Linked DNA regions of Nomascus leucogenys: regions 1 and 2 are each linked to region 3. The links are chromatin contacts, called in public Hi-C maps. All regions are on one chromosome and are shown on one strand. Each heading gives the region's core, a stretch centred on a gene start, on an enhancer-like site or on the middle of the called end of the contact. The rest is flanking DNA. Distances are from core to core; before and after follow the strand shown.

Region 1 (3,479 bases), core at 805-3,304, 370 kb after region 3:
CAGCAGCACCCATTCTCTGGTTCTCTGGCCACCAAACTATCCTTGACAAACCCTAACCTCCGAGCCCTCAGGGAGACTGATTAGAGTGATAACACCAGTTGTTTCATGTGTCGGGCCTTGCATTAATTAAGCTATTTCTTTACTGCGGTACCACGGTCTCAGTGAATTGGTTTTGTCTGTGCAGTGAGTGGGAGGAACCTGTCAGGTGATTAAAATAATGGGGCTTGTGATTGACATTGGAAGTTGGGGGGCAGTCTTGTGAGGATGAACCCTCAACCTGTGGGATCTGACACTATCTCCAGGTAAATCGTGATTGAACAGCTGGCGTCTGCTGTGGAATTGCTTGCTTGCCTGCTTATTGGTGGAGAGAAATCCCCACACATCTGGTCACCCAGGTTTTCTGTGCTGGTGGTTGTGGTGTGAGAGCAGAGGAAAAACAGTGTGTTTTTCATTCATCCCTAGTGAAAAGAAGACTAGCTCTGGAGAACTCTTAGATCAAAGCAATCTCGTTATGTATCAGTGGCATGCCCTGGCTTTCGAAAAGTTGAGGTTATGTAAGAGGTATTTTCCCTGCCTCTTATCCAGGAGGTTCTGTCTGAGTGCCAAAGTCAGCAAAGCAGTCCTCTAGGCTCTTCCCACTGAAGAGGTAGAGAAACTTTCAGTCACTTTGAAACTGAAAGTTGCCTAATCTGGGGTCCTTTAAGGACTGCCGTCTCCTCTATATTCCCACATTTCTCCTGGCTGTTGTCCAGGGCTCTCCAGATTTCTCTGAAGGCCCTGAGCTGCCTGCCACCTGCCAGAGTCCCTGCTACCTGGCGATTACATTTGCCAAGGCAGAAGGCTTCTTGCCTCCTCAGTGTGAGCCCCACCACAGCAGCAGCCCCACTTCAGCTCCCCGTGAGAAGTTCCAGCTCCCCGTGAGAAGTTCCACCAGCAGGGACCCTCTCTTGTTTTGTTCAAACTCTGCTTGTCCCCAGCTGATGTACTGGGGGGAGCCTAGAACCCAGGGAGGGCAGGTTGCTGAACTGACCCTCTGCCCTAGCCAGTGTCTGAGGTGGATGCTCTTTCAATGGTCACTTTTTCTGGCTCAAGCCCATGATAGGAATGCCAGGAACCCACCAAGGGGGAATGAGGTCTCCCAGGATCCTTCTTTGCCCTGTCCAGACATTCAGGCCACAGAGCTGTCACCCCGGTTCCTACCCATACCATCATGTCAGTGGTCTGGGGCTTTCTTGACAATTGTGAACAGAGTTAGGGGTCTGGAGAAAGGGGAGCAGCTGTATTCCTGCCCTCTGCCATCCTGGTCCCCCACTTACCAGTGAGTCCAGGTCTGGGAGTAGAGGCACCTGGGGCACAGGATTGGGAATGAAGCATGAGAAGGGCATGGAGGAGGGAGGGCAATGAGAGCTTCCCTTCCTTGAACTGTGCCTGGTGAGGTGTGAATCCAGTGGCCCAGGGCAGGGATTGGGCGGCTGCCAGAGAACAGTAACCAGAGGAGCTGCAGGATACCCGCCCACCCTGTGGGCATGGGAAGCAGGCTGGGGCAGGCTGAAGGTCAGGCAGGATGCCCCCACTGGTGGGTGGCTGAGGAGGGTCTTCTTGTTGGCAGCACTGTTGGCCTAGCACTGTGGGGAGGCAGCCAGGGAAACAGAAACCACAGTTCACAGCCCTGACGCAGGCCCTGGGCCCACTGGCTGGAGAAGCCTGAATTATTAACCTCGGGAGAGGCCAGCTGGCATGAAGGCCAAGGGGACTGAATTGACTCCTCCCAGCTCCGTTCAGTCACCTAGGAGGTGAAGAATTCAGCAAGCCCTGGTTCTGGTTGCCCCAATGTGACCAGCTCTGTAAACAGGGAGCCTGGCTGGTCTGGCACAGGCTGCAGCCAGGGCTGTTTGGCCCCCGCCTCCTACAAGCTCCTCCTGGATTTCTCAGGGCCGTGGCCTTTTGTTTACAGGCTCCCGCCTCACCTTCCTCTCCCAGCCCCGAGCCTCTCTGCTGAGCACATTTTTAGCATTCCCTCAGAGCAGCTTTGCTTTTCCCCTTCCCACAAAAGAAGACCCTGCAGCTGCAGACACGCTGTGGTTTCCAGAGCCTCGGCTGTCATGGGGACAGTCACCAGGGTCCACCTGCACTCAGATGCTGTCCTGGGGGAACTGGCTGGCAAAACCCCTTCCACCCAGCTGGAGGGGTCCGGAGGAGGCCAAATCCACTCCCACATCTGCTCTGGGCTAGCTTTGGAGTTCCCCTCTGAGCAGACAGGGCTAATGTGTCCCATTTCCAATGACTGAAAAAGAAAGGTCGAGGGGCTGGGCGCAGTGGCTCATGCCTGTAATCCCAGCACTTTGGGAGGCTGAGGCGGGTGGATCACCTGAGGTCAGGAGTTCAAGACCTGCCTGGCCAACATGGCAAAATCCCATCTCTACTAAAAATACAAACATTAGCCCGGTGTGGTGGTGTGCGCCTGTAATCCCAGTTACTCAGGAGGCTGAGGCAGGAGAATCTCTTGAACCTGGGAGGGGGAGGTTGCAGTGAGCTGACATCATACCACTACACTCCAGCCGGGCGACAGAGCAATACTCTATCTCAAAAAAAAAAGAAAAAGAAAGGCCGAGGGACCCACCTGAAGTCATGGCAGTTGGAATAGTGCCCATGAAACCTAGAGGGAGAGGCCAGGTCCCAGGCTGTGCCACCTGCCATGGATCTGGAACCCTGGGGCAAGAATGAATCTGGTGGGTCTGAGGATGATCTGGGTCGTCTGTGGATCCAGACAGCCCTGTCTGGTTTTCTTTCCTGCTGTCTTTTCTATGAACGCCTATATTTTGCAAAACCACTGATGTCCCGCTAGGACGCAGGCCAGCTAGCTTCCTTAGGACCACAGGACATCCCTGGGCCTCTCCCTTCTTTGATAGCTCAGCTCACTATTTCCTCCCTGGGGACAGCTGTGGGCCTCACATTCCCGTTTCCTTTCCCCTGGGAAATAGGAATGGGAAAATTGTCCAAGACTTGAAAATGGAGCAGAGATTCCTGCAGGTCCTTTGAGTCATGTCAGCTTTGGGCGTTGTCTGGCAGGCCTGTCCGAGGAATTACCTGACTTTCTAGGGGTGTAGACCTTTGTCTAACGTGCTATTTACTACTCATTAGGTTATTTTACAACTTTATGACAAAGGCATAGGAAACTGACAGGGTGCAGGCTTGTTTTATAGTGACACAAATAAAAGTATTTTAGTCAAAAGGCCAGGGAGGACACTCATTCTATTTTATGGAATGAAGTATTGCCCCATAAAAAATTGTAAAAACAAAGGAAAAGGGGGAAAAAAAGGCTAAGTCCGGGCGCAGTGGCTCACGCCTGCAATCCCAACACTTTGGGAGGCCGAGGTGGGCAGATCACCTGAGGTCAGGAGTTTGAGATCAGCCTGGCCAACATGGCAAAACTCCCACATCTCTACTAAAAATACAAAAATTAGCCAGGCATGGTGGTG
Region 2 (3,735 bases), core at 909-3,408, 490 kb after region 3:
CCTCTGCCAGACAGGAAATATTAGGGTTCCCAAAAGATCACAGCAACTCACTCACAGCTCCTTCCCTCGCTCCTTCTCTCTTCCCAGCAAATTGAAGGTACTTCCCTTTAAGCAACCAAAATCCAACAACAGATGCTTCAACAATAGATGCAAAAAGAAATCTGAATTGGGGGAGGGTGAGAAAAGAAAAATAAGAAAAAAGGGAAGAAAAAGATCCATCCCTGTGAGGTCTGAGAATAAAAGAAGGAAAAGGAAAAGAAAAAAAAAAATCACCACTGAACTCTTACCTGGCTAAAACAGAGTTTATCTCCTCATTTCCACCCCCAGAGGTCTCCAGTCGGGGAGGTGACTGGCCTTGGGCACTGGGACATTCCCAAACACTATGTAAACAAGCCCCATCAGACCCTTCCAGCCTCCGAAGCTCTCATTGCCTCCCTTTTGCTAAGTTGGTATTTAAACCTTTACCTTTGGCTGTACAGCAAGGTACTTATTACTGAGTGCTCCCACATATGAATAGACCTCATCTTTTTTCCTGTTTGTATGTCTGTTGTGAGTCATTTCACAAACCCCCTCCTTAAATCTAAGTTGGTAGAGGAAAAGATTTTTCTCCCAGCACCCCCAAGTCAAAGAAATTCCCAGGGGCTATCACGTGGGAAGTTCTGGAGCCCACTGCACTGAGTATTCTCTCTGGTCAAAATGAACTTTCCTAAGAACAGCCACCTCCATAGGGGAGATGCTGCAGGGATCCCAGATACACCCACTACCCCCAGATACAAATGGCCAGAGGCCCTTGGAAACACAACTCCTGGACCTTAGGTCATGGCTGGGGCACCCTCTGACATACAGAAGGCTGCATCATCGCCTGGTCTGCAGCAGCTTCTTTTTGGGTTTTGGCTTCTTTAACAAACACTTAGTGCTTGCTATGAGCCAGGCTCTCTTCTAAGTATTTTAGAAATATGAAGTCATTTAATCCTCACAACAACCTGCCTAGGAAGGTATTTTTACAGATAAGGATCCTGGGGCACGGACAGGTGAAACAATTTGCCCAAGGCCACACAGTGCATGAGTGGCAGGGCCAGCCTGGCTCCATGCTCTGCCCTGAGATGAGAATGGCCCAGGGTCCATTCAGTGAGCATTCTGTGCCACTAGGGCACTGTTTCTTGGCCAGCACTCCTGGGGCTGGACAGGGTTGTGTATGTTGGTTTGGGCTGGGGGGAATCCAGGGGTCCATGTCCAAGCAGGGCATCAGCTCTTGAGGAAGCAAGGCCATGGCCTTACTAGAGAGAACTTCGTCTTCCAGGGCCAATCTCCACACTCAACTGAGGGTCTGCCTGAGCCCTGCCCAGGGTAGGAGGGGCTCTTGTGCTCAGGCTCACACCTGCCTCCTCACCCCTGCCAGGTTTGCCCCTATGTTTCCCACCTTCCTGGACCACCAGTGCCTCTCAACTAAGGGCAGTTTTGTCCCCCAGAAGACATCTGACAATCTCTAAAGGCATTTTTGATAGTCATGACTAGAAGGCTGCTACTGGCATCTAGTGAACAGAGGCCAGAGATGCTGCGAAACAGCCGACAATGCACAGAACAAAGCCTCACCACAAAGAATGGTCTGTCAATAGTGCCGTAGCGAGAAGCCATGACCTAGGCCCACCTCACGGCATCCTTAAGGCTGAGAACCCCTCCCGTATGATCTGTTTCTTGTTACAGCAGGGGCCCAGCGTCCTGGGAGGGCCACACCCATCCTCACTTTGGCGTCTCCCAGAGGCTGCAACAGAAAGTGAAGGACTCAGTTTGTGCTGCAGCCTCAAGTTCTTGGAAATAAAATAAGGATGTTGAGGTCCTGGTAAATGTGGTGGCCATTATTTTGCATCAGGCTCTGTGCTGAGCACTTTACATATTTTATCTTATGTCATTCTCATAAGCCAGTCTGTGATACTATTATTATCCTTCTTTTATAGATTGGGAAACTGAGGCTTTAAAAAAGTAGCTTGCTCAAGGTCACACAGCTAATAAACCTGGTGACAGTCTGCTTTCTAGCCTAACCAGGCCCTGATATACATACTTAGGAAAGTAAACATGGTAAATGCCCAGGGAGAGCCCAACTGACGCCCACCCTTGGCCCAGCTTATGTGTTCCCCTGGGATCAGCACCCCTCACTCCACAGCACAGTTGCAGCTGAAGCTCTCAGGGCCGGCTAATTCTCTTCCCCTCTCTGGTTCTTACAGAAGGAAGGGGAAGAGTACAGAGAAGCAAGAGTGGGGTTAATTTTTGTGCAGGGACAGTGAAGACAGAGAGGAAGGGGCAGGGAAGAGATGGACAAGGGAGGGAGGCCTGGGAGCTTTTTATTATTTATTATAGCAGGGGAAAGAATGGGAGGTTTGTTTCTAAGCCATAAATACTCTCCTTTGATCCTTGTGTCTATCAGAGATAAATGAGTCACTCTTAGGCCTCAGAAATTAATGACTGTCCTAATGATCACCCTAAGTGACCTTGCAGTATTCCTAATTCTCGCCACTCCCTGCAAAGTAGCTGTGTCAGGGTTAGACAAGGTTTGGCGATGAGGCAGGACTGAGCAGGATGAAGGTGTAATTTCATTCCTCAGCCCCAGCCTCACTTTGCAGAGATGAAATTGGCCTCTACTCCTAAGGCCAGAGAACAGTCAGAACCAGACCCCAACTTCTGGGCTCTGCCCTCCCTGGCTTTGCTTCAAGCACAGGGATGGGGAGCACTGGGTAAGGAAGCTTCAGGGCCCCGTGGAATTCTGACCTGGGAGAGGGCGGATCCCCCAGGGGTGTGCAGGCCTGCCAGGGGCACCTGAAAGCAAGAGGGCATTTGGAGCAAGTTAACATCTGACCTCTCAGCAGGCCCTGCCCATTCAGACTGGGGAAGAGCTTTGAAGTTTCCTTTGTGTGATGTTTTCATGGCCCTGATCCTACTGTACTGGAATTAGCCCGAGGCCCTGCCCCTTCCCTGGAGATTTGTTCCCCAACTACAAAAGTCTTAGAAAAATACCGCAAGCTCCACCCACCATCCCCACACCACTGAATGCTTTTTCCTTAGGCTAAAATACCAGGGAGGAAAAGGCCTCAGAACCCCCACCAGGAGACATTCTGTGCATGTTTACAGTTTCTCAAGAGGAAAGCAAGGACCCCTGGAACCAGATCTGAGGGCAGGTGCTTCCCAGATAAGCATGTTATGGGGTGGGGAGGATGGAGTAAGAGAGGGAGAAGCAAGATTGTCCCTGGAGGCTTCCTAAGCCACGGGCCAGGTCCAGAACAGCAAGGCTATGGGTTCTGGCCCAGAGAGAAGAGGAAGCAGGTGAACCCAGGCCTTCCGGCCGTGCCCAATGACCAAACCGTTGTGCTTAGTGTGGCCAAATACCCATCTCGGGGATCTCTCTCTCTGAGCTTCACCAATGGCTTCTCCTATACTATTGCTCAAGTCCACCATAAAAGCAGTGTCTAAAAACGAAGGGAGAGGAAGACAAAAGAGAGGAAAGCGGAGAGAGAAAGGGGAGGAGACGGAGAGAAGCAAGGAATCCCAAACCAGCCTGCTAGATTCTGCTAGATTCGGCTTTTCAGAGTAAAGACTCTGAGCAATAGTGCCATCTTGTGGCTATGAGTGGAAATTACAATTAGTTTCTCTCTCTCTCTCTCTCTCCTCTCTCTCTCTCTCTCTCTCTCTCTCTCTCTCTCTCTCTCTCTCTCTCGTCTACTCATGGTGTTTGCAACTGCAGGG
Region 3 (3,770 bases), core at 597-3,096:
AGGTTTGGGGAAAGGGAGATTGGCAGGGAGAGGGGTGTTAGGGGAGGGAGGGAGGGGGAGAGAGCGAGAGAGAGTGAGAGAGTGAGAGTGAGTCCTGGCCAGAGTCTATCTGCTTCCTGGGTTTCGGCACCAGAATGTAAGGTTAGCAGAGAGAAAGGACGAGAGAGAGACCTGAGGTCAGGCAAGGAAGTTTACTAACCTGCCGGCTGCTCCATCACAGACAGAGGAGGCAGCACCAAGCTTATGGAATGATGGATTTATATTGGGGAGGGGAGTTTGAGGGAGTTCTTTGGTATGGCTGCATCCCGGGGTTGTTTGCTGGTTAATTTTGCCACATATCATCTTGTGACGTTTATTACAGGAGGGTGTAGGTAAAGTTTGTTTATGCTTCCTACGACCTCCCCCTGTGGGTTCTGTTCTGGATGGTTTGTAATTGGGGTTTGCTTATCGCAGCAAGGTCTGATAAGTGAAGTCTGCTGGCTTCACTGTGGAACCTAGACAAGGGCTTAGAAATGTAAAGAGGCTTGGGGGAAGGGTGGGCAGCACCAAGAAGCTTTCTTGGGGAAGTTTGTCCTTAACAGTAGGACATGCTTGCTGTCTCATTTTAATGTCTCTCTAGGCCTCATAATTTAAAAGGACTCACATTCCTCAAAGTTATTTTCTTTTCTCAGTATTACTATTTTAAAATCTTGCTATGTGGTAAAGTGTTAGTTACATTATTCTTTCAGGAAAATTATTTACATTAGGGATGTGTATTTAGATCCATTGACAATATATTACAAGAGTCCTGGACAGCTTAAAGGCGATGCCAATTACAGAGTTAGTGTTTGTTTTTGTTTTTGTTAAACTCCCCTCCCCAATATAAACCCTTGCCCAGGCTGGAGTGCTGTGGCATGATCTCAGCTCACTGCAACCTCTGCCTCCTGGGTTCACGCCATTCTCCTGCCTCAGCCTCCTGAGTAGCTGGGACTACAGGTTCCTGCCATCACGCCCGGCTGATTTTTTGTATTTTTTAGTAGAGAGGGGTTTCACTGTGTTAGCCAGAATGGTCTCCATCTCCTGACCTCGTGATCTGCCTGCCTCGGCCTCCTGAAGTGTTGGGATTACAGGCGTGAGCCACTGTGCCTGGCGAGTTAGTGTTTTTTAAATTAAACATATTAATTTGCATAAATAGTGTACAAGTAAGACTGTCCCCTTTATAAGGTTAGATTTTAGTTATTTGTCTTTGAGAGCCATATCCAGCTACAGTGGAATATACTTTCAGACACAGTGATGATAATCTGTCAAAAGACAAAATTACAGCTTATTTGGTTTAAAGATCTTAAGAAAGAAAAATAGAATCTTGGAACCCCAAACTCACTGTGCAAAAGGGAAAGTTAAACTTGGGATCTGAGGCATCAATACAATTTTTCTTTTGTTGCCAAATCGATAGCTATAATATCACAACCCCATGTCATAGCCTCATTTCTTCTACTCACTTTTCATGTTTACTTTATCTTATGTAAAATGTCGATTTACTGAGCTTGAGACAATACAAAGTTGGCTTTTTCCTTTACTTCCTCTTTTCTCATGTAAAATATAGATTTTTCTGAGGCTAATTGGAGCTTCACAAGAATGTAACTATCTGCCTCACTGCCTACCTGTTCTTCCTTTTATTCCCCCCTCCTGCTTGCTCTTTCCTCTTTAAATACCAAAGTTCACAAAACCTCCTTTGGAAAAAGTATAGGCCACAGGTGCCTCTGTGATTTGTTTTTCCCTTGAGCACATCCTCAACCTTGGCTAAATAAACCTCTAATCTATTGAGACCTGCCTCAATCACTTTTGGCTTAACAATCTCAATTGTGTATTTGCAACTCTAAAATTGGGCAACACTTCATTCAATAAAATAGAATAAATGTTCCCATGAATTGAGCAGAGGTGGTTGGTTTTATAGGCAGAAAGGGCTGAATAAAGCAGAAACAAAGAATAAAATGCAGATTGGTCATTTCAAAAAGTTACTTTCCTTGTAAGGCAGCGATGGGAAGATAGAACAATAGAAAAAGAGCTGACTACTCAACATCAGGTTACTTCAGGCTACCTTTTTTTGTGTAAGGATTGAAGCAAAGGAAACCTCATTCTCATGCTAATTGAAGACTGTAACTGGCCTTTTGGGGAAATTGGCTGTTATGGCTCTGTCCTCATTCCTTGGAAGGTCAGATAACAACTTAGTTTTAGTAGTAGTGATGTGAACTTCAGTGTGGGTGACTCCATTTTTTGTTTGTTTGTTTGTTTTTTAGACAGAGTCTCACTCTGTCGCCCAGGCTGGAGTGCAGTGGTGCGATCTTGGCTCACTGCACGCTCCACCTCCTGGGTTCACGCCATTCTCCTGCCTCAGCCTTGTGAGTGGCTGGGTCTACAGGCGCCCGCCACCATGCCCGGCTAATTTTTTTTGTGTTTTTAGTAGAGACGGGATTTCACCATGTTAGCCAGGATGGTCTCGATCTCCTGACCTCGTGATCCACCTGCCTCGGCCTCCCAAAGTGCTGGGATTACAGGCGTGAGCCACTGCGCCCAGCCGGTTGACTCCATTTTGATTTGTAGTGTTGTCTGTTGAGACCTAGTGGAGTAGCTTAGTCCAAAACAGTGGCCTTCTGAAGGTTTTGTTTTGTTTTGAGACTGAGTTTCACTGTTGTTGCCCAGGCTGGAATGCAATGGCTCACTGCAACTTCTGCCTCCTGTGTTCAAGTGATTTACCTGTCTCAGCCTCTCGAGTAGCTGGGATTACCGGTACATGCCACCACGCCTGGCTAATTTTTTTTTTTTTAGTAGAGATGGGGTTTCATTGTATTGGTCAGGCTGGTCTCAAACTCCTGACCTCAGGTGATCTGCCCTCCTCCTCAGCCTCCTAAAGTGCTTGGATTACAGGTGTTAGCCACTGTGCCTGGCCAGTTTTTTTTTTCTTAGAGACCAGTGTGGTAGTAACCTTTTGTAATTTTTAATTAACAAATTCTATAAGAAGTAAGCAATATAAAGCAGGGAGCTATTTATTTATTTATTTATTTATTTATTTAATTTGAGACAGAGTTTCCCTCTGTTGCCCAGCCTGGAGTGCAGTGGTACAATCTCAGCTCATTACAACCTCTGCCTCCTAAGTTTGCAATTCTCGTGCCTCAGCCATCTGAGTAACTGGGATTACAGGCATGTGCTACCATGCCTGGCTAATTTTTGTATTTTTAGTAGAGACAGGGTTCCACTTCATCGCCCAAGCTGTTCTCAAACTCCTGGAATCCAGTGATCCGCCCACCTTGGCCTCCTAAAGTGCTGGGATTACAGATGTGAACCACCGTGCCTGGCCCAGGGAGCCATTTAATGTCTATTTTCAGTATCCTAAAGAGCTAAGCATACGTTTTTCAGTTTTGGAAAAGGAATTTGTCACACATTGACATTCTCAGGAATACAATCTTTATAGGATCCAGGACACGCTACCCCAAAATGTTGTACCTTGATATATTTTTTTATTTTTAAGGGCAGTCAAGTGAAGCAGTGGGAATGGAGAAGGAACAAATAAATTTGTAACTGGTTGTGATAAGCTATAAACCAGCCTTGAATATTTTTTAGGCTGAAGGCATTTGAGACCAAAGGAATAAGGTCTCTCACACCTTTTCCTGCCCTAGTCCCCTGAAGCAGGTCATAAAAACCCTGGAAAGATTTTCTGACCTCTTGAAGCAGGTCCCAAGATCCTCATCTGAAATGTCAATCTTAAAAAAAGGATACTAGAGAAAACTATGTCT

What was found. Hi-C and Micro-C count contacts between places; a contact is called where the count stands out from the background.
Region 1: a contact with region 3 is called in a Hi-C map of an unstated tissue, with 3 times the contacts expected there. The contact joins two enhancer-like sites. A contact is called at or near these places in 2 of 4 Hi-C or Micro-C datasets (a lymphoblastoid cell line and an unstated tissue).
Region 2: a contact with region 3 is called in a Hi-C map of a lymphoblastoid cell line, with 5 times the contacts expected there. The contact joins two enhancer-like sites. A contact is called at or near these places in 3 of 4 Hi-C or Micro-C datasets (a lymphoblastoid cell line and an unstated tissue).

What each region holds. Positions count from the first base shown.
Region 1 is chr14:26,815,382-26,818,860 of Asia_NLE_v1, forward strand. No RefSeq gene overlaps it. Among named protein-coding and RNA genes, the nearest start is that of B3GNT2, 97 kb to the left of the region's middle. Within about 2 kb of position 2,055, the one cell type or tissue checked has an H3K27ac peak away from gene starts, as active enhancers do. A contact at or near this core is called in a lymphoblastoid cell line, where this site is marked.
Region 2 is chr14:26,939,448-26,943,182 of Asia_NLE_v1, forward strand. No RefSeq gene overlaps it. Among named protein-coding and RNA genes, the nearest start is that of TMEM17, 100 kb to the right of the region's middle. Within about 2 kb of position 2,159, the one cell type or tissue checked has an H3K27ac peak away from gene starts, as active enhancers do. A contact at or near this core is called in a lymphoblastoid cell line, where this site is marked.
Region 3 is chr14:26,448,080-26,451,849 of Asia_NLE_v1, forward strand. All of the region lies in intron 2 of COMMD1 (COMM domain-containing protein 1), which reads left to right. Among named protein-coding and RNA genes, the nearest start is that of COMMD1, 21 kb to the left of the region's middle. Within about 2 kb of position 1,847, the one cell type or tissue checked has an H3K27ac peak away from gene starts, as active enhancers do. A contact at or near this core is called in a lymphoblastoid cell line, where this site is marked.